Linked DNA regions of Mus musculus: region 1 is linked to region 2. A link is a contact called in public promoter capture Hi-C data. All regions are on one chromosome and are shown on one strand. The core of a region is the stretch at or near the end of the contact, and the rest is flanking DNA. Distances in the headings are between cores, read along the strand shown. Region 1 has its middle 12 kb from the start of Cxcl12. Region 2 holds the start of Depp1 (DEPP1 autophagy regulator).

Region 1 (6,554 bases), core at 1,880-4,379, 530 kb before region 2:
TACAGCTCAATAGATACTCTAGGATGGACTTCACCTAGAAATTCACGGTCTTCAGTTTATCCTTAGACATCCAGGCTGAGATTGGATTCTGAGACCCATCATGGACCTGTAGGGCTACAGCTCTGGACAGGACAGTAGATATTCAACTGACTCCCACAGGTGATTCTGGGCCACTCAGTTTGGTGCTCATGGGTATCTTTAGGGGAGGAAGAATATCCAGGCTCTAAATGGACCCTAAGCAGGTTCTATATGAGGAGATCCTTGGCAACACATCTGAGACTTTTATCAATCTAGGGTGACAGGCATAGTCTAGGATGCTTCTATAGTCTCGATAATCTTTTCCTAGAGTTCCATCTAAAACCAGGATGTGGGCTGTAAGATCTCTGGGGAAGCTTGGCAAAGAAGTAAGGAGACCTCTAGCAACTTCCTGTGCAAGCACAGGCCTGTGGCCTCCATATCTGATTCACTTGGCCTAATTGACTTAGAAATGGCTAGTTGGGTGTTATTGGAAGATGTGGATCTAACTGGAGTCCAGGGTAGGGAGTATGGACCACTGCTAATGCCTTCTGAGCCTCTCTACCATACGTTCCCTTGTCTCTTATCTACATCTCTCTGAGACCTGTTGATCAAGACTTAACCTTTTCTGCCTTCTCCTCTGTCTACAGTCCTGAGTGTCAAGTCCTCACTATGAGCACAGAGAAAAAGGAGCAGAAGGCGAGGCTCTTTGCGACATATCTCTGTAACCCTGGAACAAGATTGGTCCACAGCTGGCTTGGGTGTCCACGCATCCCGTCACTGTCATGGTTTTCTCACACCTTTTCAGACTGCTGGGACCTTCTCACCAAGGGCATCAGTACCGCCTTTGATCAATCTATACCTCTCCTAAAAGGGCACAGCCAGAGTGAAGAAGCAGATTCCTAGCTTCCTTAGCTGTGCTGGACTCCCCACGTGCAGCCCCTATGGAGCAACTGCTGCTTCTAATTCACAAGGATACCTTCTGAGCCCTCATGGCCCAATGTACTCAGTAGACTGGCTCTCAAAAGAGCTCACTTTTCTCTCCTATCCCAGGGACCTTTCACTGTAGCCTGAATCAGACAGCTTTCTGTTCTGACCTTCCCCGACTCTGTGCTGTATGCAAATACCCAGCCTGTTTCAAGTGCAGAGGGAAAGGGACGTGATGGGTTGTGTGTGGACTTAAGACTGTTTACAGTGAGAACTGGTGATCAGTTCCTGGTGCCGGAATAGCAGCTTACTGTTCTTGAAGGAATGCTGCTCTGACCCCAAGGAATCCACGAGGACCCTCATTGGCCTGGAGGAATAGGTTCAAACTCACAGGGCTTTGCCGTAGGCTGTTTGAGAAGCAAAGTCAATTGCTTTTCCTCTAGTTCATATCACAGGAGGTATAAAGAGGGGACTTTCTGGAAGCATGGGGTGGGCTTTTCATTCTAGCTGATCCTGTATCTCTCTCAGTTTAACTCTGTTATGGATGGTATATGACTGAGACCCCCAAGAGCAATTAGTATATCTCAAGTCACAATGTGGGCAGAGAGAATGGGATCCAAGCTCTTGCCTGTTCCTTACATTTTCACACCCATGCAGTCAAATAGTCCCACAGTGCCTTTCCTAGAGCCTCCCACCCTTCTAATTCTTGTGTGTTAATCAACTTAGAACTCACATGAAAACTACCCTATAAGTAATGGCAAATGTGTTGGTATGGAGGAGGCGCAGTGAGATCTCAAACACTGCAGATTTGGATATTTGGAGCTGGTGCTAGCCTCTCTTTTACAAAAATGGCTGAATGTGGGATAAAGAGAATCTGAAGACCAAACTATAAGAGACAAAGGCTCTGTCTGTTGGGGAAGCAGGATTCTTGGAGGAAGCTGGCCAACAGCAGTTAGCAAATTCCCCTTTGACTTCCATTAGCGTCCTCACCCAGGATAGGAACATGCAGAATATTGTGGTTTCCAGCTGTCTTACAGGGACAGAGTCCTTCCTCTGTCACCTTCCACCATGACCTGCATGTGTAGTGTGGGCCTTCCTCTTCCAAATTCTTGGGACTGTAGGGAAAACTCCTGGGACTTTACCCTAAGCCATTGCCTTGTACAGTGCAAGGCTGTCTGACCTCTAAGGAGCAATCCAGGTCATGTGGAGAAAATGGAACACCTCTCCCTGTAGAGATCTTCTGACACCAGCAGTTAGACCAAGAGTGAACACTAGGACCTGCTAAGCTCTTCTGCTAAGACTGCACGGTCAGAGTCAGGTTTGAGGGGGTAAAACCAAGTGTGGAAAATTCCACATGGTAACATTCACTGAGGATGCTTGGCAGCTATATTTGAATACAGAACTTTATTAGGAAAATGGTAGGTGAAGATACATCACTTTCATCGATAATGACTTCAAAGTAGAAATGGCTTCTCAAATAACTGTCATATATTAAAAATAAGAATAAGAAAGCACACGCTGCATATAGGAAGCTGCCTTCTCCTGGACCGTTTTCACATTATCTGGGAGACAGAACTGAAACAAAATACAGTATTCACCACACACAACACTGAACCCATCGCTGCTTAGACACTGCTAGCCCGTCGAGGTTGGCAACTTTGCTGAGTGGGTTTTGGGAACTTGGCGAGGGTAGAAGTCTGCTGGGGGAATTTGGAGGATTCTATGGAACATTTTGAAGAATGAGATTACCTTAAAATGGGCCAGGGTAGCTGTTTGGAGAGAATGCATCCCTGGCTCTCATCCAGCTGAAAAGGGTGCACGGCCTGGGGATGACTGACTTCTGGGAGGAAGCCCCTGGTGACACCACTGAGATAATCACCCATGAGAGGATAAACAGAACCCACTGGAGAGGCCCGAAAGGCCTCAGGCCAAGTCCCTCAGAGGAATGCAGCCCCTTGCCCTCCAAACCCTCTCTCAAAGCCGATCAGGCAATGAACCAGAGGGCTCTTTACCCCTCGGCTGCACTTCCTTGCTAAAGTCCCACTGTCCTCGGGAGCCAGCAGCAGTGTATAAACACAGGGTACAAATCTGGGTTTCAACACAAAGCAGACTGTATGTCTCCACCCCTTTCCCTATCCAGATGCAAAGGCTTGTAACAGAGGGACTGGCTACCTGGCAGGTTGCTTGGCGCCCAAGGGAATTCTGGCAGCCCCAGGACCAGCAGGGACAGCTAGGTGCCCTGGGTCAACAGCCATTCAAGGACTGCTGTGCTTGTATTTTGAAAGCAAGAGAATGGGGGATTAAGGTAGGGAGAGACTTTTCCGATGTAAATGTCCTATTTAAATTCGGATTTGCTTTAAGCAGGCTGTCTCCATCTAGAAACTGACTGTCAGCGGAGGAATTGATACACAAATCCGGCTCCCTAAAGTTTCTACCCTTCTCTTTTTCCTCACTGTGAAGGAGACTTTGAAAGGATCCCTAACTGGAGTGAAGATGGAAGGCTGTATTTGTTTCCTCCCAAGCAACACCCTTCAAAGCTTGGATTAGATGCAAAGTGGCTGGTGCACAGCAAGCCAGTGTGTGGTTTCTATTCCAGGGTTGAAAATAATTCGCTATCCTCCTGAGGATCCAGCTCTGCAGCTAGCCCTGTGCTCCTCATCGCAACCTGCTCAACAGTTTTAGGTTTTTGGGTTTTTGTTCAAATTTGATCAAAATTTTGCTGGTTGGATTTTTCATCTGCTGTAAACTCAACTTAAAGGACTATTTTGTAGAAATCCCCCCACCACCACCACACACACCCCACTAACAATTCTACAGAGTATTCACTCTCAAACACCTGTTTTTGAAGACTATCTTTCTGTAGCTTACTTCCCCGTCTTTCTCGAGTGTCCAGCCAGCTGGCTGCCACCCTCCTTCCTTTCCTTACTCTGTCTGTTTTGTTTAAGGAACTAGAGACTGGCTTCTAATTGGGCTTTTGTCAAAGTGGCAGTGAACTTGCATTAAAAACTGCAGAGGACAAAACTCCTGGGGCCACGCTTCCCAGAGCGGCACCAATCCCACCCTTCGGCTGTCTTGAGGAGAGGTAGGTAGTTCACCCCCTTTCCAGGGAAATGCCTGCCCATCAGGGCCCAAAGCCGATGCTCTTAGTGATTGACTTTTAAAATTAATTGAAAAGAATTGAGACCTGTTACTCCTCAACAGAAGAATGCATTTGGTTCCAGGAAGGTAAAACCCCACAGTTTTAAGCTAACAGTTATGGAAATATGGAGGCTCGAGCTAAGCACTGTTGCAAACCACCTTTCTTTGGGCTTTGTGTGTCTAAAATGGGCCCCCTGAGAAGGGAGACAGCAGGGCTCTTTCCATGACTACAACCTGGACCTCGGGGCCATCACCTCACACTCAGCCTTTGCATTTGGGTTAGAGACAGTGCACAGACAAGACATCGATCATGAGTGAGAAGGACATGAACAGGGGGTTGAAGAGACAATATTCCAAACAAGACATAGATGCGCGCAGGGTAGGGGCGGGGGGAGAGACACCAGACATTGGCTTTTCCTTCTTGCTGTCCCATTTGAATAAAGGATTTCATCTCGAGAGTCCTTTTTCAGGGTCATGGAGACAGTCTTGCGGACACATGGCGATGAATGGATGGATGGATGGATGGATGAGACAGAATGATGAGCATGGTGGGTTGAGGAGGACAGCGTGGGATGAGGGTGAAGCTCACTCTTCCCTGGCCTCACGTTCCTGCCTCAGCTTGGGAAAGCCCTGCAGTCCTTGGGGGGTGGGAACACCCAGTTCCTATTCAGAAGAATGGGTGAGCCTCCTGCCTCAGCTCAAAGGACAAACCTGGGGAGCCACTACTCAGAGAAGGTCCTCCAAGGGAAGGATACCAGAACAAAGGAAATAACATAGTGGCCTTGGCCTGTCACCAATGACGTTGGAAAATCAGGCTAAATGAAAAAAAAAAAAATCACCATGTATCTTGCTACATAATAAAATGTGAAAGTACAGCAAAACTGTGCAAAGCAAGTCCCTTGCAAACGGCTTCAGCCCTGCTCAGGAGCAGAGGAAGTGGCTATGGGCCCTTCCCTAACACTGACTTCAGACCTAGGCTCCTCCTGTAAGTTCCTCGGGCGTCTGACTCACACCTCTCACATCTTGAGCCTCCTGTTGACAAGAACAGAGGAGACACATTAAGGCAGTTTCTCACCACATGCCTGGGATGCTGCGTGCGTGGCCTAGCGCTGAGCCACAGGCCCTACTCCTTAGTTCAGCTCGCAGCCACCGATCTTCCTTCCGAGGCCTGAGAGAGCGGGAGAGCAGGGAAGGGCACAGCCGGGGCGGCCGCTGAGGATCTGGATGGTGGCGGGAAGCAGAGAAGATGGGTGAACATGTCAAGCACAGGGTGAGGCAGACACACACTGGCACAGATGGCATGGTACAAGGAGCACATGACAAGGCGCACCGCCTTAACCTTAGGACACCGGTGCTGAGACTATGCATTGGCCCTAACAGCAGCAGGTGCCCAGTGTTCCTGGGCATCCCCAGGCCTCAGAACTCCAAGAGAAGAGGCCATTCCCATAGCATTCATCAAATAATCACTCTTCCTTGAAATCTCTTGGCTGGTTCCACACCACCAGAAGAGGTCTTGGTGCTCAGGAGGTGGTCTCTGGAGCTGCAGGTCCTTCCGGAAGGCGTTTATGCTAGACAGTGTAAGGACTACCCCTCTCACCTGCCTGAGAAGTCGCAGGAGCACATCCTACTTCAACCCATCCTTAGATGAAATCAGCTTCCCAGGCATTTCCATGAGGACTCTGTCCAGTGGGCTGGGGTTGCCCACCAGACGAGCTTCATAAGCACAGAGGGTTCCCTGGAGCTTGCTGTGCCTCCTAAGAAACAGTCTGCACAGACAGCTCTGCTAGGAGTGAGAGACGAATGGTTGGGAGGCAGAGTCCATGGGCATTTCAGAAAGTGGTCTTCCAACTCAGGGCAGCCTCAGTTTGGCCTTTGGTTTCTAGGGGCCAACAGTTCTTCCCAGTGTCCGGTAAGGGTGGGGCATCCCTTTCTAAGCAGAACTATGGCTTGAGCACAGATCTGGCCTCCAGAAGCGTTTTATTAATAACAGGAAGGGTCCAGATGAGGCCACTCAGACGAGACTGTAGCCGGCTGCCACAGGACAAACAGTAGCCCTGGGCTTGAAAGGTGCCCACCAATAGTCCAGCCTGCTATCCTCAGATCTGAGGAGAAGATACAGGGTAGGAGAGCTGTCCAGATAAAGGGTAAGAGCTGGTAACACGGGTCTTCCCTGAATCCCCCTAGCAAGACTCTTCCTCAGCCAGGACCATGAAGGGCTTTATCTGTTTAATGCTAGAACCTCTAAGGAACATAGAACTTAGGAACCCAAGAGGGCATGACACACAGGGCCCTGGGCCTTCCTTCCCCTGCAATCCATTTAACACATCTTCAGATCATTTCTTCTTTCTGCACCAATTATGAAAATTATACCCAGAGGTCTGGGGTACAAGATGTGTGTGTGTGTGTACACATGAGGCAAAGAGGAAGGTGAAGAAAAAAGTCCTTTTCCAAAACACTACTAAAATCAGAGCCTT
Region 2 (6,188 bases), core at 876-3,375:
CAAAATTGCAGTTATGAAGTAGAAACAAAAATCATTTTATGGTTGGGGGGTCACACAACATGAGGAACTGTATTAAAAGGTCACAACATTAGGATGGTTGAAAGCCACTGCTTTAGGGGCCTGAGACCCTTTTCCTTGGTCCTTTGCCCTTGGTTTCTCATGAGACTGTGGCAGCCACCCAGAGTACAGCCCGCATCTCCTCATTAGAGCAATCTGGGAGGTGGTCACTCCACCTACACTCACTTTAGTCATGATAAAACCAAGACATAGAGGACACTGAGTCGCTTCAAAGTCACGGGCCAGCCAGACACAAAAGGTACCAGTCAAAGTCGCATTGTGGGAGCTAGACTGTCATCGCTCTTTAGAGGATGGGTCTCACTAGGAATTGCCCAGTCCCTGCAGACCTGCCAGGAAGTGTCCACCACAGGAGAGGAAAGCTAGAGAGAGCACAGGGGCCCACCATATCCTTTATGGGTTTTTCCTGGGGTAGGAGTTAGAGTTCATGGATCACTGGGAGGTGCAAATAGAGAGTACCTAGGATACTGCTGGGGCGAGAGCTGGAGACGGACGCTAAGGCCCGGCAGGACTTTCTAGAAGTCCAGCTTTTCAGGTCGGAGGTCTGGTGCCTGGGCCCTGGTTTTCTTCCCAGAGAGTGCTCAGGTACCCTGGCCTCACAGAGTCTCCCCGTGTCCTTGCCCATCTGTCTGGGCACATCCCAGGGATCTGAAGAACCAGTCCTGTTGGGTCGACCTCTCCCATCTGCCTGCTCTCCCTGTGACTTCCCAAAGAGCCAGTCCAGAGGGTTGTCAGTGCCGGGAGAGGGCAGTGTGGGCTGCAGGCTGCTGACGCAAAGAGAGCTGTCTCCTGGAGACTCGGCCTGGCGCCTCTTCTCTCGAGTCCAGGCTGGCCGGGAGGGTCTGTTGGGACGGCTCTGGGCTGTGACCTTGTCCAGCACTGAGGTGGGCTGTGCCAGCTGACAGATACACCTGACGTAGTCATCCAGGCTGGGGGACGCTGGGGGTTCCTGCCCAGCTGCCCCATGTGACAGCTCTTCTGACATTTCCCGAATCGTTGGCAAATGGGGCACGGGCAGCAGAAGCCGGGACCTCATAGCTGCTAATAAAGCAAAAGCAACCTGTTAGCCAAGAGGAAACCAGTGGCGAGCCCGCCATGCCACCCTGACACCCTCCTACTTCCTCTCCCTCATCGGAGATGCTACACGGGGCTCGGGTACCCAGAAAACAATAAGAAACCTGCAGATCTGAGACCAAGGCTCACCCCCCTGCCCCCACCCGCACTCATCCTTCCAGCTACCACCAAAGTACCCAGCTCACTAAGGCTTCATCATTAGTGTTGTTTAAGAATAGCCAGATAGTCGGGGCTCAGTGGTAAGGGTACTTATTCTTGCAGAGAGCCTGAGTTCAGTTCTTAGCACACACATAGTGGCTCTAGCCATCTATAAATCAAGTTCCAGGGGTCTGACTGGCATGTGTGTAGCACACATACATTAGTGTAGGCAAAATATCCATGCATATAAAATAAAATAAATTAATTAAAAATTTTAAAATGAAGAACGAACAGGTAAGAAAACGGGGGGGGGGGTATTAATGTGGGGTCAGAGAACACCTAGGTTTTAAACTCGTCTCTGCCACTTAATGACTTAGAGACTGGCAATGTCACCTCTCTAAACCTCTAATTACTTGTCTGAAAAATAGGGTTATAAACATCCCACTGGCAGGGATATATGGGGAAATTCACGGAGACATAGCTTTGACATCACAGCTCTCCTGTAAACACAAAGGCCTTGTATAAACACCTTATTATCATAGTGGTCGGTGGTACCCACCCCCCTGCTCTCTATCCAGTAGTCAGGCCGTGAAAGCTCGGGATGAGAGATGCTCTCAGAGATAAACTAGCCCCGTGTTTTAAAAGTGTCAAGCCAAAGGGTGGCTGCTCTTCTTACCTGTAAGTCAGCAGTCAGGGTGGCAGGAGTCTAGATGGGTAAAGACTGTCTCCTCTAAAGGAAGCCCCAGAGGCGGGCAGTCACAGCCGGGTCTCTAGCTCTTGGTCCCTGGGAAGAGGACAGTCAGGACGATGTGCTGTGGTTTCTTCCCCTGTGCGGTCTGGCAAACCCAACACACACTGCTGCTTTTACACGGTTCCTCCGGTCATCAATCATTGTCAGGAAAAGCTCAAAATAACAGCACTTTGGAAGGTTCTCAGGGGAAAGCACAGAGGGTGGGGCTTGGCCCAGCTGCCAGCCTGGAATTTGTGTATGTGCCTGCAGGAGGTTGGGAAATATTTACACTGTAGGGTGAGGTGTGGGGCAGCCACCTCACCTGACTTAGACAGCTTTACTATGGGTAGAGAGCAAAGCCAGCCTGGGGGTTCCTGGGACCTGGGGACTGCTGGAACCTGGGACCTCCATAGGACCCCCATGGGCTTCCACCCCTGTCTGGTATAGCACAGTATTTTCTACTATGGATTACCCCAGGACCTGTGATCCTGTGACACGCCAGCCTTGTGCTAAGTTTTGCTGAGTTCCAGGCCTACACTTATGATCATGATAACACATGAGGCTTGCAGGGTGAGGGACATCACCTTACACAAGTGCCGGGGCAGCTTGACAGTCTGTCTGACTTCTCTCATAACATCTCAGATACTTTCAAGGAGAAATTTGCTTGCCCGTTGTTGGCCAGGCATGTGCCAGTGACTGCTAATGGCATAGCAAATACTGTGGACAAATCACCACGTATGATGCCTGTTTCCCAGTGAGAAGGATTATGGAGTCATCAGTGGGCAGGCGCAGTGACTCAGCACTCAGGATGGCTGCAAAATAGAGCGCCGAAGGGCTGTGGAGCAGCAGAAGAGGGGGTGGTCCAGGTCAGGTGGGCCAGATGATACCAAAGCAAGGGCAAGGCACTATAGGTTTGAGTAAGGAGCTGTAGTGTGGCTTCTGCCAGATGCCATGCTCGGGCAAATGACAGCAGCTGTGAGAAACCAGGGGACTCCAAGGGTGATACCAACACAGTGGCAGCTGAAGGCAAGATGGACAGCCCTGGGAAGGAACCGGCTTTGCGTTTCTCAGGCCTCAGCGCCTCTGCTCACCTACCCTCAGAAGCGGGAGGAAGAGGAGTTACAGAGGGAACAGTACGTTCAGGTCTGATACATGAGGGCTGGACAGACACTAGCCTCCTGCAGCATGGTGAGCTGCTGGTCTTGTGTCTATGCATTCCAAGTGTAGCATTAGAGTCATGGGTAAAGGCATGGGGACATTGGAGATACTGAACAATGCTTAAGTCAGGTGACAATTCCCAACTTACACCTGAATGATTCCACAGGACTCCAGCCTTTTGCCTGACTGTTTAGGCAAACACTGTGAGGCCGTATCAGGAAGCTGTGTGTGGTTTTGATAGCCTTAGACTCTTCTCTCTGTGGTCAGTGAGGTGTTTGAAACTAGGCATGACTGTTAGCCGACCATGAGATCCACACTGTGAGTGGGGGTGAGGCCATCCCCACGTGAAGGTTCTCATGACATCCCTGTTTTCACGGGGGCTTTCCAGGACAATGAAGAGAGAGGAGACTCCATGGGGCAGTGGGTGGGGCATGATTTCACTTAAGTGTAGTGTGGAATCCAAAATAACTCAAATGCATAGAGGCAGAAAGAAGGAAGATGGCTATCAAGAGTGGTAGGGAAGAAAGAGAAGTAGGGACCCCAGTTCTTCCAGATGAATGAATCTTAGAGATCCACGGGGCAGCACCAGGCCCACTGCAATCCCCTGTGCTGTACGTTTAAGTAGCCATTAAGTATGTGAGTCTTCAGACCTCACTTAGCACACCCTTCACCACCATGCCTTAGCATCACTCCATAGCAGAGACCTAATCGCAGGCTTTGCTTAGCTTCCTGTTCCATGGATTAGGAAGCTTGGCTGAACTCTTAATTAGACCCCACGTCATCACCATCATCCGTTGTGTTCTCAAACATCTTCAGTGTGCGTGTTAGCCATCATGAATCATGGTTAGTAGGCCTATCCATGCCACCATCCAAGATGGGAACTGTGTGGCAAATAGATATGAAAAGAGATTAGTTACGGTTTAAGCGGTAACTGGATGTAGAACATCACTGAATAAATACCCAAAGAGAAGAGAAGAGAAAAGAGGTACGGGGAGAATAGGGGTACATGTGGGACTCTTATATTAAATGTTCTTGGCCCAAGACGTATATGTAAATAAATAAAATATAGGGTGAGAGCCATGAGAGAGTGAGGCTGGAGTCTCTCAGTGGTGCCAGAGGTTTCAGGTAGGTCCCGGACAGTACAGTTGCTCATGGAGTAATCATAGAGTACAGGGAGCCTAGAGAGTCCCATGAAGAGAGAGAGGCTGGAAATACGTCAGAGACAAAGAACCAAGGACCGAAGAAGTTTGAGCCAGAGTCAGGAGGGTGCCTGTGGGGTGGAATACTGTGGGTTGAGTAGCAGTCCTTTCATTTGGAGACCTAAGGAAGTCGGAGAAGGCTGAAGGTTCAGTATGAAAATAGCATGAAATACTCATGATAGACCATGGAAATGTCCCAGAAGTGTTAGGCAAACCAGCATCCACCATTAGGGGAAAAAAAAGGCAGTTGGCATTGCCACTGATGGATGTGTGGAGAGAAAAACAAGGCAGGGAACACAGACAGTAGGATGTCCAGTAGAGCCTGGTGGCTATGGGATTCTCTGTCCCAGTGCCCTTTGAGTCAAGGAGCCTAGCCCAGTACAAGTGTCCAGGCATGCCTCCCCCCGCTCGTGCTTCCTCCCGGCAGTGTAGACGTGCCTGCCAGACACTTGCGGTGTCCTAGGGGACACCTGACTCAGCAGCTCCATGCTGGCCTCCGCCCTGCCTTTGGCCGGGCCTGGACTTAGCAGCGGAAGGAACACCTCATGTGTCCTCCTGCTGGTCCCTGCCCTCGTGCACTGAAGCATGCACACACAGCTCGCTCTTCCCTGGGAGGGTTGGGGGGCTGAGCATCGTGTTCCCGAGCAGGTCACAAAGAGGAAGGACAGACATCTTTAGGGAAGCTTCTGGATTTTTGAAATGACTGACCTGTGTTTCTCCCACAGGAAGAAGGGACTCTGATCATCGAAGGACTCCTCAACATTGCCTGGGGACTCAGACGACCCATCCGGCTGCAGATGCAGGATGATCGGGAGCGAGTGCACCTGCCGTCTGCCACATGGGTGCCTGAGAGGCTCAGCTACCTCCAGTGAGTGTCTGGCAGGTAGAGTGGAGCCAGGGACCTCCGTGATGTCTATTATCATGGTGCACCACATTATATGTGGAGTTCTCTGTCCCAGTGGGTACCCCAGCCTTGGGGTAGACGCTTCACTGCTGTATGGGGCTTAGGAATGGAGCGCAGACCAAACCCCTCTCCTGTTCAGTGGTTACCTCAGTCCTTTCTGGCCTTACCCACTGCAACACACAACCTTACTTAGGGTGCCCTCCCTGGGATGATATGACCTTTGCCCCTCCTCCAGGAGAATAATTTCATGCTCCCAACACCTGCTTTATGGTGCTGGGGACAGAACCCACGCCTAAGTGCTATACTAATGAGCTATGTCCTCAGCCTACTGGGATCTCCTTGAAAGGAAATTTTAGGGATTCATCCAAATTTATTTTCGCTACTGCTTCACATTAGTGACAGATTCTGTTTGCATCAATTTACCAGAATTTAAAATCCGATTTATTTTACCATCAGGACAAAGGCAGTTAGTCTGAGTTTTGCTTCTTTGCGCAATGATTCTTCAGAGGCACACATTCAGAATTTTGTCCTTGCCAAATATGCAGATAAGATGGGCATGGTGATGTAAGTTTGCCTGAGATTACAACCCTCAGTAAACTGAAGGGCAGAGGAATTCTGAGTTTGAACCCAGGTCAGGCTCACATACAGAAACACTGTTTTAAAAACATATATGTGAAGGAGCTGGAGAGTTGGATCAGAAGTTGCAGCTGCTCTGACCTTAGTTCAGTTTCCAGCATGCATACAGTGGTTCAGAGCTGCCTATAACTCTATTTCCAGGGATTCCAGTGCCCTTTTCTGTCCTCCATGGGCTCCTGCAAAATGTGGTGCATATAAACTTACCTACCTGAGTACACATGCACACTCAATAGATGATAGATAGATAGATAGATAGATAGATAGATAGATAGAT

The links. Promoter capture Hi-C pulls out the DNA fragments that hold promoters and counts their contacts.
Region 1: a contact with region 2 is called in a promoter capture Hi-C map of liver, with 2.4 times the contacts expected there. The contact joins the enhancer-like site here to the promoter of Depp1 in region 2. A contact is called at or near these places in 10 of 39 promoter capture datasets (3T3-L1-derived adipocytes, cranial neural crest, embryonic stem cells and 5 more), 5 of 484 Hi-C or Micro-C datasets (frontal cortex, liver and uterus) and 3 of 115 datasets of contacts at active chromatin or transcription factors (embryonic stem cells, hepatocytes and neural tube).

The regions. Positions count from the first base shown.
Region 1 is chr6:117,177,141-117,183,694 of GRCm38.p6, reverse strand. It overlaps a transcript of Cxcl12 not described here. Among named protein-coding and RNA genes, the nearest start is that of Cxcl12, 12 kb to the right of the region's middle. Within about 2 kb of position 3,129, at least 9 of the 459 cell types and tissues checked have an H3K27ac peak or open chromatin away from gene starts, as enhancers often do. A contact at or near this core is called in hepatocytes, liver and stem cell-derived epiblast-like cells, where this site is marked.
Region 2 is chr6:116,646,621-116,652,808 of GRCm38.p6, reverse strand. It overlaps Depp1 (DEPP1 autophagy regulator), which reads right to left and starts at 2,125. Exons shown (of 2, transcript NM_145980.2): 1 at 1,964-2,125; 2 at 1-1,116. The coding sequence starts at 1,111. The coding sequence ends at 494. It overlaps Rassf4 (Ras association (RalGDS/AF-6) domain family member 4), which reads left to right. Exons shown (of 11, transcript NM_178045.4): 4 at 5,100-5,242.